Linked DNA regions of Mus musculus: region 2 is linked to region 1. Evidence: chromatin contacts called from public HiChIP or PLAC-seq data. All regions are on one chromosome and are shown on one strand. Each heading gives the region's core, a stretch centred on a gene start, on an enhancer-like site or on the middle of the called end of the contact. The rest is flanking DNA. Distances are from core to core; before and after follow the strand shown.

The links. HiChIP or PLAC-seq counts read pairs in DNA pulled down with a chosen protein or histone mark.
Region 2: a contact with region 1 is called in a FOXA1 HiChIP or PLAC-seq map of pancreatic cancer cells. The contact joins two enhancer-like sites. A contact is called at or near these places in 1 of 39 promoter capture datasets (cranial neural crest), 3 of 484 Hi-C or Micro-C datasets (CD8 T cells, LSK cells and uterus), 2 of 115 datasets of contacts at active chromatin or transcription factors (embryonic stem cells and pancreatic cancer cells) and 1 of 9 other capture datasets (adipose tissue).

What each region holds. Positions count from the first base shown.
Region 1 is chr16:13,882,089-13,885,195 of GRCm38.p6, reverse strand. It overlaps Pdxdc1 (pyridoxal-dependent decarboxylase domain containing 1), which reads left to right. Exons shown (of 23, transcript NM_053181.3): 3 at 565-630. Among named protein-coding and RNA genes, the nearest start is that of Pdxdc1, 20 kb to the left of the region's middle. Within about 2 kb of position 1,630, at least 33 of the 459 cell types and tissues checked have an H3K27ac peak or open chromatin away from gene starts, as enhancers often do. A contact at or near this core is called in pancreatic cancer cells, where this site is marked.
Region 2 is chr16:14,302,217-14,305,323 of GRCm38.p6, reverse strand. It overlaps Cep20 (centrosomal protein 20), which reads left to right. Exons shown (of 5, transcript NM_025345.2): 4 at 737-870. Among named protein-coding and RNA genes, the nearest start is that of Myh11, 12 kb to the right of the region's middle. Within about 2 kb of position 1,438, at least 59 of the 459 cell types and tissues checked have an H3K27ac peak or open chromatin away from gene starts, as enhancers often do. A contact at or near this core is called in pancreatic cancer cells, where this site is marked.

The DNA.
Region 1 (3,107 bases), core at 381-2,880:
AAGCTGCCTCTGGGACCCTGAGGTCCTGGTGTGACCATGCTCCTGGGATCTTGGGATCCTGGGATCCTGGGCGTGTTAGAGCACCTGGGAGTGGAGCTTCCTCTGGGTGTTATGGTGTTGGTCCAGACAGACTGGAAAGAACCTGTGCCACTGGTCCAGTGGAGTTCCTGAGTGCCTGGGTCAGGCTGTGATCCTGGGAGTGTTAAAGCGCCTGGGAGTAGATCTTTCTCTGGGTGTTGTGGGACTAGCTTCAGAGTTCGAACCCAAGGTCTGCTCAGGGCACTGGCCCAGACTGGAAGCTATTTAAATACTTCTTAGTGTAGGTTCAATCCCATAGGGAACCAACTGATAAAGCAGCTGTTTGAAGTGGTTGTTTTTTTTTTTTTTTTATTCTTTTCTTGAAACTCTCAAGTGTATTTGGGATCTAAGGAAATGAAATAAATGGGTTTGAAATCTTCCATCAGTCACTGATTGTTCTAGGTAAAGTCACGTGTTCGCATGTTCATATGTTAGAAACTTTATTGGTTAAAACATACAGTCAACTTTTCCTTTCCTTTAAACCAGAAGAACAGAGGAGGAAAATGGAAAGAAGCCAGTATCTGAGGATATTCCAGGGCCACTCCAAGGCAGGTAGGTGCCAGTGAGAACCAGTACCTTTAGTTAGGGTATAAATGTTTCTTAACCCAAAAATTTACAGTTACTTTCTTATAAGTTTATTCTGAATGAGTACCAAGTTAATTGAAGTAGTTACTCAGTAGAGTACTAGAGAACTGGCTGGTAGGTGATAGTGGGGAACTTACTAGTTTCTTTCTCTCCCAGAACTTTTGTTGTTAGCTTACCTTCAACTGGTAGCAGTTGTCTGGCCTTATTCTTCTGAGTTTTCGATTACAGACATGTCCCACCATACCTGGTCTCCTTTCAGAACTATAACCCGTGATCAAAAGCCATTAGTGAATTCATAATTCTAACGGGATAGCAAAGTAGATCATTCTTGAAACCTGTAATCTCTCCTGTAGACTGAGTTTTATTGTAAGAAATATTTTAGTTTGGTACAGTTTATAATTTTTATAATACAGTAAATGAGTAGGGCACAGTGGTGTATGCATTTAATCCCAGCACCCAGGAGACAGAGACAGGCAGAACTCATGAGTTGAAAGCCAGCCTTGTCTACATTGGGAGTTTCAAGAAAGCTAGGATTACATAGAGATTCCCTGTTTCAAAAAAAAAAAGAAAAAAAAAAAAAAAAGAAAAAGGAAGAAAGAAAGGAGAGGGAGAGAAAAGAAAAACAACAAGAGCAAACAAACAACAAAAATAATATAGTAAATGAAAGGAAAATGTCAGCTTTAATCATTGCTGGAATGATTAATTTGTTTGAGGCTAAAGCAAATTTATCAATTAGTGAAAAAGAAATAGCTGGCTGTCATTTTCACAGAAAGTTAGTAGACAGTCTATAATTAAAGTCCTAGCTCAACTTCCTTGAGGCAAACAATTTTTCTTTTATAACCAGGAAACTACACTTAGGTTAACAGTACAACTCCCTTAAATTGTTCTTTGACCTGAATATAAGCTGTACAAGAAAAGCATTGAGGAAGTATCACACCATAAAGTAAATATCAAGCCTAGCACACCCAGGTACGAATGCTTTGTGTCCTTCCTGCTTGCAGCATGAATCCTGCTGATTTGAAATCCTGTAGTACTTTCTAACCACTCAGAACAGGAAGCAGATCCTGTCTTCTGTTCCAGCTGTAACTGGACAAGGACTTGTTTATTCTCCTAATTACACAAAAGTATCTCAATCTCCCGAGAAGAGCTGAAAGTGTTTAACAGCACGTTAAACACTTTTTAGCAGTGTTCAGGAGTGTTTATATTTAATCACACTAATGTCTAGCATATGAGGCTAGGAAGTGCTTTACAGGCACAAACTATCTCCACCCTGTTCTGTAATGCATGGGCTCTGGCACTTTGGGTCTCTAACTCAGATCACAAGGAGAGTAGCAAAGTTGCTTCAGCTTTTTCCCCTGCCTTTTCCTCTTTCAGTGTTAAAGGATCAGAACACTTCATGTGCAGGTTAGCACCTTTTCAGAGATGAGTTTGGAGCATTATTTTGATCGTGTTTCTTTTTTTTTTTTACTACTATTTTTGTGGTCCTAGAGATTGAACTTAGAGTTCATACATGTTAGACAAGCTCTCTACTACTCCCCACTGTATTCCTTCAATGCTTCTGTTCTTTTTATCAGGGTTTGTTTGTTTGTTTGTTTGAGACAGGGTTTCTCTGGATACCTCTGGCTGTCCAGGCCTCGAACTCAGAGATCCACCTGTCTCTGCTTCCTGAGTGCTGGGATTAAAAACTGTGTGCCACCACCACTGGCCACTCACTTTCTTATTAGTAGAATATTTTTACATTTTATGCACCACATATTGCCTTGCCACTTCATACTGTTTTAGTCAGTGACATTTTCCTTCTGTATATAATGAACAGTTAACAGCATATCTTGTATAGAAGTCAAGCAGTCTATCCTCTAAGCAAGTCTCAAATTTTCCAACTTGGGATACCATTTAAAATGTATATCACGAAAATGTCTAATAAAAGTAAATAAATAAATTTTTAGAAAAAGAGTTGGAGCCGGGCGTGGTGGCGCACGCCTTTAATCCCAGCACTCGGGAGGCAGAAGCAGGTGGATTTCTGAGCTCGAGGCCAGCCTGGTCTACAGAGTGAGTTCCAGGATCAGCCAGGACTATACAGAGAAACCCTGTCTCGAAAAAGAGTTGGAAAGAAATTACATGTTTAAGGCTATTGTTTCAATTGGACAAGATTCCCCAGGAAGAAAATAAGATTGATATACCTGTGTCGTCAGGGTTTTTGTTGGTTTTATAACCTTTTAGCATTCTTAAGAAGACTGGCTCTTAAAATATAACTTGTTAAAAATTCTCTCCTCTTCAAGAATGAAATGATCTATTATAGAAATATGGCTAGAGCAATATTGGAAATACTTTCAAAAATCAAATAAATTTGGATCAAAGAATCATAAGTAAAGTTATATAATTTGAAGGTTTTTAAAAATATATAACCTGTTTCTAAATATTCGTTGTCTTTTAAGCAAGCTACC
Region 2 (3,107 bases), core at 189-2,688, 420 kb before region 1:
GATTTGTTTATTTTATTACATGTAAGTACACTGTAGCTGTCTTCAGACACTCCAGAAGAGGGCGTCAGATCTTGTTACAGATGGTTGTGAGCCACCATGTGGTTGCTGGGATTTGAACTCTGGACCTTTGGAAGAGCAGTCGGGTGCTCTTACCCACTGAGCCATCTCACCAGCCCCATATGCCATTTTCTATGTGCAAGGTACATAGCTAGAGACTTGACATTGTCAACAGGATACCAAACATGTAACCTAGGGATTGCTTACAGCCTTTATGGAAGAGAAACATCTGTGGAACTTTAGGAAACAGATCTTCAAGGTCTGCAGCTGGCTGTCCGCCAACAAGATATGAAGGCAGAGCACATGGTTTTTGAGCATAACCTTGACAGGACAGTGGATGTGTAACCAGTTCTAGGTTCTAGGAACGTCTTAGGCTGGTCTTGGAGTTAACAAGCTGAATTCCAGTAGATTAATTGGGATTTTGTTTTAGTTTAGAAGATCTTAATTGTGGCAGTGTGTTTTCTGAGGGTTTTAAAAAGATCTCACTCAAGGTAATTGGTACTTTTAAATTGAGTGAACATTTGCCACTTAGGTAATCTTTTTTTTTTTTTTTTTTTTTTTAATTTATTGAGTTAGATGGCCGTTTCTGTGTCAGAGTTTACCTTTAAAGTGATTGTCGTAAGCTTTTCCTACTTCTGGGAAGTAAATTGATTTTGGTTTTGTCTTCTTCCGGAAATAGTCCTCTATTGTATGGAATTTTAGCCCATTTCTTGCGTGGTCCTCCAGATGGAGCCCAGAATGTGCTTCTGACAGAGTCAACCCTGCACCCGGCAACCAAGCATCTCAGCTGGAAGCCCAGCAGAAGACCTGACGGTAGGCGCTTCCGCTACTCATCCTTGAGCTTCATTGGGTTTGTTCTCTGGAGCTGGTCTGGTCATCATCAGCCTGTACTACTGCACCTCCAGAAAGCCAGCGCTTTGGGGGAAGAGATCTTGACTGGGCAAAGTGCTCAGATACAATTTCAAAGCAAGGTCTTGAAAACCTGATTTTCACATCAGCAGGGTCTTTGAAACAGCCTGGCTCAGCGCATTGTATAGTTTTCTTTGAAATCAAGAAGTTGCCTCCCCCCCCCCCCTCCCCGACACCCTCTCCCCCATCTTTCCCAGACTGAAAAATACAAGATTACTACTGTGCAGAGAAGCCATGTCTGTGTTCCCGGTACATTTCCAGGACACTTGCTATGGTAGATGACAGTTAACTACAGATAACAGAATTTAGACTCTGACTCTCATTCAGTTTGGCCTTGAGCTTGCCATCAGTCAGTCTTCTTTCCTCGGCTTGAGTGCCAGGATTAGATGTGTGAACAGCCATGCCCTGCTCAGAATGCTCCCCTTTACGGTGAGCTTTCAGAGCGAAGCATGGTGACTCAGACTTGTAATCCAGGCAGTGAAGACTGAGGCCAGCCTGGGGTGCATACATAGTGAGGTCGTCGCCAAGGTGACACAAAGCTGAGTAAGTAAGTAAATAAGGTAGAAATGATAGAGTGAAACGAGCTTATGGTGATTAGGCAGCAGGTCCTGAGTTTGCTTGTGTGAGCTGGGTGTTTCCCATGGAGCAGAGTTGGTGCTCGTTCTCAGAAGGGTGTTTACAAGTGGGGTTCAGGCAGCTGATACGGGATTTGAAGTAAATTCTTAAGAAATGCCGAGGATGCAAATTGCTCTGCTACAACCAATGCTGCTGCCCCTTCTGAGTGACTTGCTGCTTCTTAAGTTCTGAAAGCAACATACTTGTGAGTCAGGATAAGCCCTCAAGATATTTGTGACTTAACTAGTTTTATTCTCTGTTTGTTGTGATGCTGGGCTGACTGTGTTATGTTAGACTAACTTTCTACTAACTTTTACTAACTTCCTAGAGAGCCAAGACTGGGAGAATAGCGACTCAGTGCTGGCTAAAGTTTAACACAAGGCCACTGTTCAGACCCACCAGAGCATGAGAGTGGGGGCTTTCCAAGTTCATGCCAGAATCACTAAGGCTCTGACACTAGTGTAGAATACTAGCCCACTAACCCTGCTAATGCCTCTTGAAAGTCTCGAGGACTGTACAGTTGCCTTTGACCTTCTCTGCCCTGCCCATCTTGACTCCTCATACCCCTTCTCTTCCATGGAAGACACTCATGTTGGCCCTTTACGGGTCATTTGGGACTAATTCTGTGTGTTCAAGGATCCAAATCTATCTTAGCTGGCAGTGTGCTTATGGATCAGTGGGTCTGGGCCTCTATGGTGTGGTATTGCTACAGCTGTTTTTTACTGATGAGCTAAGGCTAAGGTTTCAGTTTTACAACTGTGTAAGGTTGTATCTTTGTCTGTATAGAATGATATCTCTCCTGTGATGGTACCTAAAACAGAATTGCTGGTTCACAGACAGCATGGCGTATTTAAGTATGTAGTTCATATTATTTAGTTCCCTGGAAAGGCTTTACTAGTTTGCACACTTAGGAGGAATGCGTGACAGTCCTCAGTTCCTGTCCCTGCTGGATGGTGATGACCCATTAATACTCGTTAACACAGCAACCACAAGACTCTAATTTAGTATTATGAAGAAAAATAATGTTTTGGGATCTAACCTTTGTAATAATGTTAGAATCTCTTTAATATTAGTGTTAGTGGCAATAGAATGTTGAAAATGAGAAAACTGGTCATAAACCAGGGTCAGTTCTTATAAGGTGAAAGTTTTAAACTATCTCTCATAACCTTCCACTGCAGGGAGGGAGGAAGAAGAGGGGGGAAGGAGGAGGGAGGTAAGCTGGGAAGAGAGTCACCCCAAGATGCTTAGTGCTACAAGCAGTGAGAGGCCAGTCAGTGCCGTGGGTTTGGGTACTTCCTCTGCAGAAAGCTCCAGGGACAGCTCATGAATGAGGGTGGCCGCAGAGCTCCAGGGACAGTGATGTTGCAGCTATTTTCTCTCTCTCTTTGTTTGTTTTGTTTGTTTGAGACAGAGGTTCTCTATAGTCCTGGCTGACCTGGAACTAGCTCTGTAGACCAGGGTAGCCTTGAACTGAGAGATCTACCTGGCTCTGCCTCCTGAGTATTGGGATTAAAGGCTTGGATCAC